Regions from separate parts of the Mus musculus genome. Here all the other regions are linked to region 3. Evidence: chromatin contacts called from public Hi-C data. All regions are on one chromosome and are shown on one strand. Each heading gives the region's core, a stretch centred on a gene start, on an enhancer-like site or on the middle of the called end of the contact. The rest is flanking DNA. Distances are from core to core; before and after follow the strand shown.

Region 1 (3,199 bases), core at 182-2,681, 250 kb before region 3:
GATCAGTGGGAGGGTAGGGGAAGCCTGGATGACTTTGCCAGCACTCACTGGTTGCTTAGTGAATACAGGGTCTGCTTTCCCTCTGCATCAGCAGAGGTTACCATCTCCAGGCTGTAATAAAAGCAAGTTTAATCTGAAATATTAGAGATTTGCAAATCCGGGTTATATGATGGAGTATAGGCATATCTGGGGAAGCAAAAACAATACTAATGCGGATTTAATTTTTAAAAATTGTTATTTATGTGTACACATGTGCCTGCTTGTCTTTATGTGCACCATGTGCATACAGATGCCAGAAGTGGATACTGGATCCCCTGCCCTTGGGTTCTGATCTACCTAATGTGGGTGCCGAGGAACAGAATCTAAGTCCTCTGCAAAAGCAAGAAGCACTCTTAACTGCAGAGCCATCTTTCCAGCCCCAACTTTTAATTTATTTTATTTCGTAGTACCAGGTATTAAACTCAGGACCTTGCACATGCGAGCCAGTCAAGCACCCTACCGACGAGCGATGTGAACAAGCCCTTTTATCGATGCAATGTTGACGTGTGAGGCAAGGTCTCACTAAACTGCCCAGGTGAGGCTTAAACGTGGGATCCTCATGCCTCGGCCTCCCAAGCAGCTGGATCACACAGGGCCACAGCTCCAGGACTGCAAACCACGGTTCTAAAGGTGAAATGGGTCTGTGGCTACCCCATCCCCGGCATGCCCGAGCTCATCTAGAGGTGAAGGGAGCATGGCTGTTCTAAGGTCCTTGTTTACAGGGATGGGCCACATGCAGGGTCTGGCAGGTCCGTGCTGTCCGTGTGGTAAGATCTGGTAGCCTTTGGTCCAAGGCTCTGTTTTCCAGAGCTCTTGAAATATTTTTTATAACAGCATATGGGAGTGACAACCAGCTGACCCCAAGTCTTGTCTGCTCTATTAGATTCCCAAAGGACTCCACTTTAATTCGGACAACTTTTACGTCAGCAACTGAAGTCTCTGTCAGGGGACTCATGCAAAATAAGCACCTTTATCGAGGACCTCAGAAAGAAAAGGAGATTTTCCTTGATGAGGGCAGGACCCACGTTGCCTCAGGCACCCACCCCTTCCAGATGGCAATGGGGCATCAGCTCCATCACAGCCCGTGCCAGCCACCGTGTGCCTCCTAGTTCCATTTTACTCTAGGAAGAATGTGAGTCTGCTTGGCTCAAGTATGTGTGTTCTTGAATTTGCACATGTATTTGTGTGAGATCTTAACCCGGCAGGTGGGGTGTTGGGCACCCTTATAGTCCTGTAACCACTAGAGGCTGTTCATGGGAACCGGAGCACCAGGCAGTCAGCCTAGGGTGCCGGGAACACTGTCTTTCTGTGGCTAGTGGTACTGAGCAGGATGTGTAGAAAGGAGACACCCAGTGAGGAGGCCTGTGGCCCCAGGCCGCCACACTTTCTCTTCCTCTCTCTGACGGCAGAGGCAGCTTCAAGCCTGCTCCTTCCTGCTTGTGGCTGAGCTCAGTCAGTTCCGCTTTCACTCTTGTCTATAGCAAACCTTCTGCAGAACCTCAAGTTTGCCTCCACCAGGAAGTCCTCCAAGCCAGTGCTCTCCCCAGCTGTTTCCTTTTTAGGCTTTCTTTCTTTCTTTCTTTCTTTCTTTCTTTCTTTCTCTTTCTCTCTCTCTCTCTCTCTCTCTCTCTCTCTTCTGGGCCCTGTACACTTCATAGTACCACTAGTGTTCGTCTTCTCTATGCACACTGTGTCTTTTTGCGGTCTCTGAGGTCTCATCAGGCACCATTTATGTGTAGTCCTGATGCTATTAGCACAGCACTATTTGAACAGAGGTACCTGGGCTTTATAATGATGGAGACAGATGAGCTGTGGATGGAAAAGGACCCTGGGCCTTGAGGCCCTATCATTCCTGCCTGGGACCACTAGAGTCACCCTGCACAGATAAAGGATATTTGCGTAGACCACAGGGGGGAAATCTCAGCCTAATGTGCAGTAAAAGCAATTGCACAGTGGTGACTCTGGAAGAGATTAGAAGGAAAGGCCCTCTGCCTTGGCCCCTCAGGTGTGAGTCAATTTCCACCGACGAAGGCCTGCATTTGAATGGCTTTGCTCTCCTTGCTGACAGGGTGGCTTGGGCAAACTTCAAACCTTAGGCTTCTTCAGGCAAAAGATGGGGAAAATAAAAGCCAGTGGCCTGAAACTGTGCTAAGTGGCTTGGCTGGCCTGGGGCTAGAGGGCAAGCTTTAGCCTGCTGAGGGAGCCGAGAGGAGTCTTCAGTTGAGAAGACTGTAGAGGGCCTCTGAGACTGAGAAGAGGGGAAGGACCTCTGTTCTCCCTCTGCTGCAGGCTGGGTACCTGGAGAAGCAAACTCATAGGCCTACTTTCCTAGAAGGTTCATATTTCCAGGTTTTTATCCTAAAGCCAAATATACCAGAAAGGATTTTTCAGATTCAAATCTTGGGGTTTGCACAATTAAAGAGACCCTTCTAGTGAATGCTGCTTTAATGAGACTTTTCTCTGGGGCATCGGGAGGCAGGAATGCTGGTTAAGCTATGTCCATTTCCTTTCTTCTAAAGTCCCAATGACAACCAAAGTTTGACCCACCAAAGCTCCTCCACCCCATGAACCCATGAGTAAGGGGTTATTGCTGGGAGTGTGGGTGACCCCCAAAGTAGCCACTCTGAAGTCTTCGCCTAGCATGGACGATGGCTTCCTCTTGGCTACATAGCTCTACCTCTAATCTTTCTCAAACTGTATATATTCTAGCTCCTTCCCTAAGATCCAGAGGCCACATGCATACAAATGGCTTGGGGGAGCAGCTGAATCCTCTCTCTTATGAGGGAACACAGTTTTTCATTGTGCCCTCCGCCTCCAGCCTTGAGTAGAGTAAACAGACCCACAGTGGTTTTACAACCTAGCTGGAGTCTCTAGTCTCTCAGCGTTTGCAATTTCCTACAGGAGTAGACTGCCTGCTTTGCAACATAATCCAGCTGAAACAAAGGATAGGGTCTGTGGGCTTTCCCTGTATAACCACAGAGCTGAACATTAAACTTTGAGCCTTGATCAGAAACTTTGTCTTGGCATCATCCTTCTCTCGCACCCCATTCCTTTTTCATTTTCAGCCCCCCTGTCAGGTAACCCAGTTCATCCATGGCTGCTGGACAGCTACATATCATCAACAAGCCCAGCTGGGATTGTCTGAAAGCAAGCACACCTG
Region 2 (3,163 bases), core at 451-2,950, 220 kb before region 3:
AGTGCAGGTGTGCTCCTAAGTCAGGCCAAAGCACACATGCTGTTGGACTGCTGGGGTTTCTGGGGTAGCTCAGTGCATTCCCTGGGTGGCTGCTGCGCCCTGGGAATTCTTCTCTGTGGGCATAGCTGCCGTTAGGGCAGGGTAGTGAGCACCACGACCCCACAGTGCTCAGCTCAGGTACGAGAAGAGCACTCAGAGAGCGCTCAGCATAAGCTCAGGGTTGTCTAGCCTCCTACAAGACACTGTGCCAAATAGCCAATTAGTGTTTTAAAAAGTGTTCAACATCCCTCGTTACCAGGGAAAGGCAAGTTAAAACTACTTTAGGAGTACTTGCTGTTCTGGTAGAGGACCTGGGCTCAGTTCCCAGCACCCAGACGGCAGTTCACAATGGAGTACAGCTCCAGTTTCAGGGGATCCAACGCCCTCTTCTGGCCTCCACGGGCACTGCACCCATGTGGTACATATACATCCATGCAGGCAAAATACTCATACAAACAAACAAACAAACAAAAAAAAATCTTGAAAGAAAAAAGCCCTTCTTTGAGACACCTGCTCACATCAGTCAGAAGGGATACCATTAAGAAATCTGACCCCAAAGGTTGGAGAGGAAGGGAAGGGTCCTTCATTACTCTTGGCAGGAGTGCAAGTCAGCACAACCATTGTGCAAACCAGTTTGGAGTTTTCTCAAAAAACAAAAAAAAACCCCAGACATTAAAAATAAAACAATCATGTGTCCTGGCTCTAGCATTCCTAGACTCCAAAGCACTCCATATCCTACCACAGAGACATTTGCACACTCGTGTGCATGCCTATGTGCATACCATTGCTATGTTCACAATAACAGGGAAACGTGACCAGCCTATGCGTCCATCAACCGATGAGTGGATAATGGGGATCTGGCACATATACATGATGAAATAGTATGCAGTGGTGAAGAAAAATGATGTCACAGAATTTTCAGGAAAATGGATGGATCTGGGAAGTATAACGCTAAACAATGCTAAACCCAAACTTAGACAGAAAACACATTTTCCTTCATATGTGAACATATGCACAGGCATTCGCATGGGTAAAATCTAAAAGTCTAGAGAGACGGCCAAGAGAAGTAATATTAGGTAATGAGAAAGGACGGGGGTCAGGACACTTGGCGCTTGAAAGGGGAAAGAGATCAGAGGCAGCCACAAGGGAGGAAGAGGAACTGCTAGTGTGGTTGGGAGGGGAAGGGACTCACACTTTGTTAGAAGATATCCTACTGGCTTCTAACACATTATGCGCTAATTTAAAAACAGAATCATGTGTAGCCACATGCTGGCTGCCCAGGGAGAGAGCTCCATTCTGCTGGGGCCCTTTACCCAAGAGCTTTTTCCTTCTTCACCCAATGTATCTTTCTAGGTAGAAGATACACACTCCTCAGCAGGGTTGCTTTTGAAAGCCCAAGCCTGGGATGGGGGTGTGTAGGGGGTGGGGGGGTGGGGGGAGACTGTGGAGCTTTGCCCCTGCAGCTCCGATACAGCCCCAGCCCCACCTTTCCCTGCATTGTAGCCAGGTTTTTTTTTTTTTCCATTTGAAGAACGACTTCTCACCCACAGTTGCATCAATCTGTCCACAGACAAAGTGAATCATGTCGCAAGCTCTGGTTCTGGCCTGTGCCCTATGCTCTGGTGATGGGCTGGCTGGGCCAGGCCTCTAGTAGGGGAACTGTTTTGACTTGGACCTAGCAGAGGGAAGCAAAGGCCAGGAGAGGGATGCCAGGGGTTGGGGAGTAGTTATGAGATCCTGTTGAAGTCACCAGACAGAGGCCAGTGACCTGTGTTGGGATTACCCCAGTGAACTTTCTGGCTTGCTCATCCTACAGCCCTACAGCTAGCACAGCAGAAAAAAAAAAAAAAAAAAAAAAAAAGGAGCAAACCACTGGATTTACTTTGCTGTGCTGAGGGGATGGGCAGGCTTGGCCGCGTTGCTTCTCTTTTCTCTATTTGGGACTCTGAGTTTCAGTTCTCCTTTAGATGACACACAGTGGCCGTGGCCTGAGGGCTCCCAATCACAAGGGTAGTTTCTTCTCACTTTCTGCTTCAGAAACACAGCCTAGGTTTGGAGCCACACACACACAGGGGAAAGTCTGTCTGCGGGTGTCTGATGGCCCTTCCTGAAGGCAGAACCAAGTGTCCTTCTGCTCCAGAGACAGGAAGGTGAATCTGTCCATGTGTGTCTGTGTATGTGTGCAGGCACAGGCACTGCTAGTGTGGTGTGTACACGTGTGTGGAGAGATATGTCTCTGCTCTCAGGGAACTGGGACCCCATCTCTGTTGGGTCATTCACGGGTACCATCTCAGCATGACATCCACCATAAATCGGCACTGGGACCCAGGGTTGCATGGATAGCCATAGACTGGGCATCTAGGCAATGTCTCTAAGGCCGGCAAGGGTGGAATCTGAGTGGGAAGAGGGATGGGGTGGAGGGAGCAGCAGGTGCCAGAGGGTGCAGAGAACCATGTGGGGAATGACGAATTCAATGTAACTGTAACACGGTCAGGGGCTTGGGTCCGAAGACACTTAGGATGGTAAAGCAAAAGTACTTGATGGTGAAAATAACTGCAATGAATTGGTGCTTGGTCAAGGACTCGGGTTCAGTTCCAACACTGTGGTGGTTTGAATAGGAATGGCCTCTATGGACTCATGTGTTTGAGTGCTTGGTCATAGGGAGTGTCACTATCAGGAAGCGTGGCCTTGTTGGGGTAGGTGTGAGCTTTTGTAGAAAGTATGTTCCTGTGGAGATGAGCTTTGAGGGCTTATATGCTCACACTATGCTGTGTGGCACATAGTCTCTCCTTGCTGCCTGCAGCACCGTGTCTGCCTGCACACTGCCATGCTTCCCACCATGACGATAATGGACTAAACCTCTGAAACTCTAAGCCAGCCCCAATTCCGGAGTCTTCCTTTACAAGACTTGCTGTGGCCATGGTGTCTCTTCACAGCAATGAAACACTAAGACAAGCACCCACCATTATCCATAACCCCAGTCTCAGGGGATCCGAAGACTGCTTCTGGCTTCTAGGGGCACTAGCCACAGCCATGGTGCATATGCATACATGCAGACAAACATTCATACACGCACAATAAAATAAACCTCAAAATAATTTTTAAAAAGTCTAAGATGATGGTG
Region 3 (2,882 bases), core at 339-2,838:
TCCCCATGGTGACGCAAGAGACTAAGTCTCTTGCTTTAACCATCAGTTCATGAGTCCCCAGAGCCCCACAACAGTGCTGAGGGACACATTGGCACATGACCTGCTCAGTGACACAGTAGCCAGACCCCTTCTTTCCACCCCACAATAAGCAACGACACTGAGGACAAAGAGGGCAACAGACTTGCACTGGCAAATAAATAACCTATTAGGGGCAGGCGAGACCAGGAAGAGATCCTGCCTCAAATAACAGGCGGGTAGTGTTCATGGGGAATGACACTCAAGGTTTCCCTCTGTCCTACACATACATATATGTCCGTCTGCAAACGATACATATGCACTCACACCCACAGAGCATACACAATCCTGGTAGTTATTATTACTGTTTACATAGAACACGTGAGCCCTTTAAATGGTCCCCCTCCCAGAAAGCTGTGTGTTTTCTGAGCACTAGAGATAGCAGCAGGGTCTCTAGGTGAGGGCAAGGTGACTGTCCCCCCCCCCCCCACTCTAAGTGGCTCAGGAACAAACAGGAGCTAGGAGAAGCCTGCTGCCCCCACCCCCACCCCCACACTGTGGTATGAATCCATTTGGCCATCTTTTAAGATGAGGCCTAAGCAAGCTCAAGGCCAAAGCTGTCATGGTCTTGGATCTTGGGAGCAATGGGCAGCTCCTTTAGGCCCAGTGAAACGCCTGGTTTGCAATTGAATTGGCAGTGACTAACACGGCATAACAGCTACAGTAAAACAGATCATGGGAAATGTAATGGCCCATGGTCAGCAATCACTGAATTATTTATGTCATTCTTTCTTCTTCAGAGCTCTCTCCCTCTCATTCTTCCCCCAGCACTGCAGCCCTCGTCTGGCCGTCTGCAGACTGCTGAATAACAGAAGCACAAAGAGACCACCGAGACCCAAGAGCACAGAGACTGGAGGTTTCTGAGTAGCCATGGTGGAGGGGGTAGAGGTGGGGCTGATGGCTTCATTTTCTCGGCTGCCAAATTAAGGGCTCTCTCCGCTGAACTGACAACAACTTAAGCTTGCGTTGCTTTTCTGGTTCATTGAGGATCTCCACGTTCTTACGCCTGTCAGGTAAGAATGATGTGACCCTCCTTCCCAGGTTCCAGCAAATACACTGGGAGTTAAATTGTAAATAGCTGGAGCCAGAGCCAAAGCCAAAGCCAACAAAACAAAACAAAACACCCCACATGCATACACATGAGAACAACTTGCATTTCTGTAGTGTGGCCCTTCCCAGCATCCCTGACAGCATCAGGGAGAAAATGGAGGATACCACAGAGAAACGGGACTCGGTCTGTCCTGCAGTATACATTTTTGTCATGCACATGTCTCAGATGCAGCTGATACCCAGGAGTGTGGTTTTCCAAACCATAGGTCCTGCTGGCTGATAGACGAGTTTCCCACACACTACTTGGAATGGCTATGCAATGGTAGCCAGACCCAGAGATGCCCCAGGACTGGAAGTCATTCCCACACATCTCTGTGTCTCCTCAGGGACAGTTGCATTGTCTTGGCTCCTTACACAGTGCTCAGTCGCTGCAACTTTGACCCTCATTTCATAATTCAGAAACCTAAATCCCCCTCACACTTCCTCTTAGTAAGTTGCTTTCACTTCCTTTTCTTAAAAAAGCAATTTCATATACTTACCATAATTTTATTACTTATTAGAAATTTTAACATGTCCTTAAATACCAACATCATTATTATTGTTATATTACTACTATTGTTCTTTTTTTTTTAATTAATTAGCGACTTTAATTTTACGTGTATGCGTGCCTGAGCACGTGCACATTCATTGCTTGTCTGCAGGTGTCCACTGAGGCAGGAATAGGGCAATAGATGTCCTGGTTAAGGGCGACTGACTGTGAGGCTCTGGTGTTGGGGGCTGGGAATCAAATCCGAGCCTTGGAGAGAACAACAGCAAATACTCTTAACCACTGAGCCCTCTCACCAGCCCTTAATGTTTGCTTTTGTTAGTAGTCACTCTAACTGTAACGCTGTATGAATCCCTGGTTCTGTATCTCCATTACACACACACACACACACACACACACACACACACACACTTGCAATCCTCCCCTATCAGCTTCCCAAGTGCTATGACTTTAGGCATGTGCCACCATGCCTGGCTAGATCTATTACTCTATTATTATCTATAAATATGAAGTTTAGATGAATTTAAAGATTTGGGAGAGTTTATAGACCAATTGATTAAATAAATAAATAAATAAATAAATAAATAAATAAATAAATAAATAACCAGCCCCCGAAAATGAATGAAGAAAGGGTTTTATCGCCATAAAAACAAAAGCAGCTCAGAATGGCAGGCAAAAGGAACAAGAAGGTGATAAAAGGTTTTTAGAAAACTGGGACTATTGACACACACCTTGAATCCCAGCACTCAAAAGTCAGAGGCAGGTTGATCTCTGAGTTCCAGGCCAGCCAGGTCTACAGAGTTTCAGACAGCCAGGGCTACACAGAGAAACCCTGTCTTGAGAAAAAGAAAAGAAAAAAAAAAATTGAGAGAGTTTTTTTTTTTTAGAAATTAAATTTTTGTTGGCTAAAATGAAAAGCATCATAAAAGACCTGGAAGGGAAGGAAGGATCAGTCAAGTCGACGGGGTAGCTCAGAACACACATTAAATGTTGACGTGGTCTCCTGAAAGGGGGAAGACAAAAAAAAAAAAAAAAAAAAAAAAGATGAAGTAAATCTCAGAAATCCAGCGCCCAACTGACTGAGTACTGGCTGGGAAACCGAAGCCTTTGAAGAGGACTCATCACACAATAAAGAAATTTCCCCTGTGCTGAAGACAGGGAGGGATTTTCCAGTTAAAGGTGACTACCGTATTATCAAACTCTTTTGGTT

What was found. Hi-C and Micro-C count contacts between places; a contact is called where the count stands out from the background.
Region 1: a Hi-C map of bone marrow-derived macrophages shows a contact between it and region 3, with 26 read pairs. The contact joins two enhancer-like sites. A contact is called at or near these places in 3 of 484 Hi-C or Micro-C datasets (bone marrow-derived macrophages and pre-pro-B cells) and 1 of 115 datasets of contacts at active chromatin or transcription factors (microglia).
Region 2: a contact with region 3 is called in a Hi-C map of bone marrow-derived macrophages, with 26 read pairs. The contact joins two enhancer-like sites. A contact is called at or near these places in 3 of 484 Hi-C or Micro-C datasets (bone marrow-derived macrophages, embryonic stem cells and erythroblasts), 3 of 115 datasets of contacts at active chromatin or transcription factors (bone marrow-derived macrophages, embryonic basal ganglia and stem cell-derived neural progenitor cells) and 1 of 9 other capture datasets (embryonic stem cells).

The regions. Positions count from the first base shown.
Region 1 is chr9:60,990,255-60,993,453 of GRCm38.p6, forward strand. All of the region lies in intron 2 of Gm51680 (a long non-coding RNA gene), which reads right to left. Among named protein-coding and RNA genes, the nearest start is that of Gm5122, 25 kb to the right of the region's middle. Within about 2 kb of position 1,432, at least 142 of the 459 cell types and tissues checked have an H3K27ac peak or open chromatin away from gene starts, as enhancers often do. A contact at or near this core is called in bone marrow-derived macrophages, where this site is marked.
Region 2 is chr9:61,020,816-61,023,978 of GRCm38.p6, forward strand. All of the region lies in intron 1 of Gm51680 (a long non-coding RNA gene), which reads right to left. Among named protein-coding and RNA genes, the nearest start is that of Gm5122, 5.3 kb to the left of the region's middle. Within about 2 kb of position 1,701, at least 83 of the 459 cell types and tissues checked have an H3K27ac peak or open chromatin away from gene starts, as enhancers often do. A contact at or near this core is called in bone marrow-derived macrophages, where this site is marked.
Region 3 is chr9:61,240,788-61,243,669 of GRCm38.p6, forward strand. No RefSeq gene overlaps it. Among named protein-coding and RNA genes, the nearest start is that of Gm51682, 15 kb to the right of the region's middle. Within about 2 kb of position 1,589, at least 38 of the 459 cell types and tissues checked have an H3K27ac peak or open chromatin away from gene starts, as enhancers often do. A contact at or near this core is called in bone marrow-derived macrophages, where this site is marked.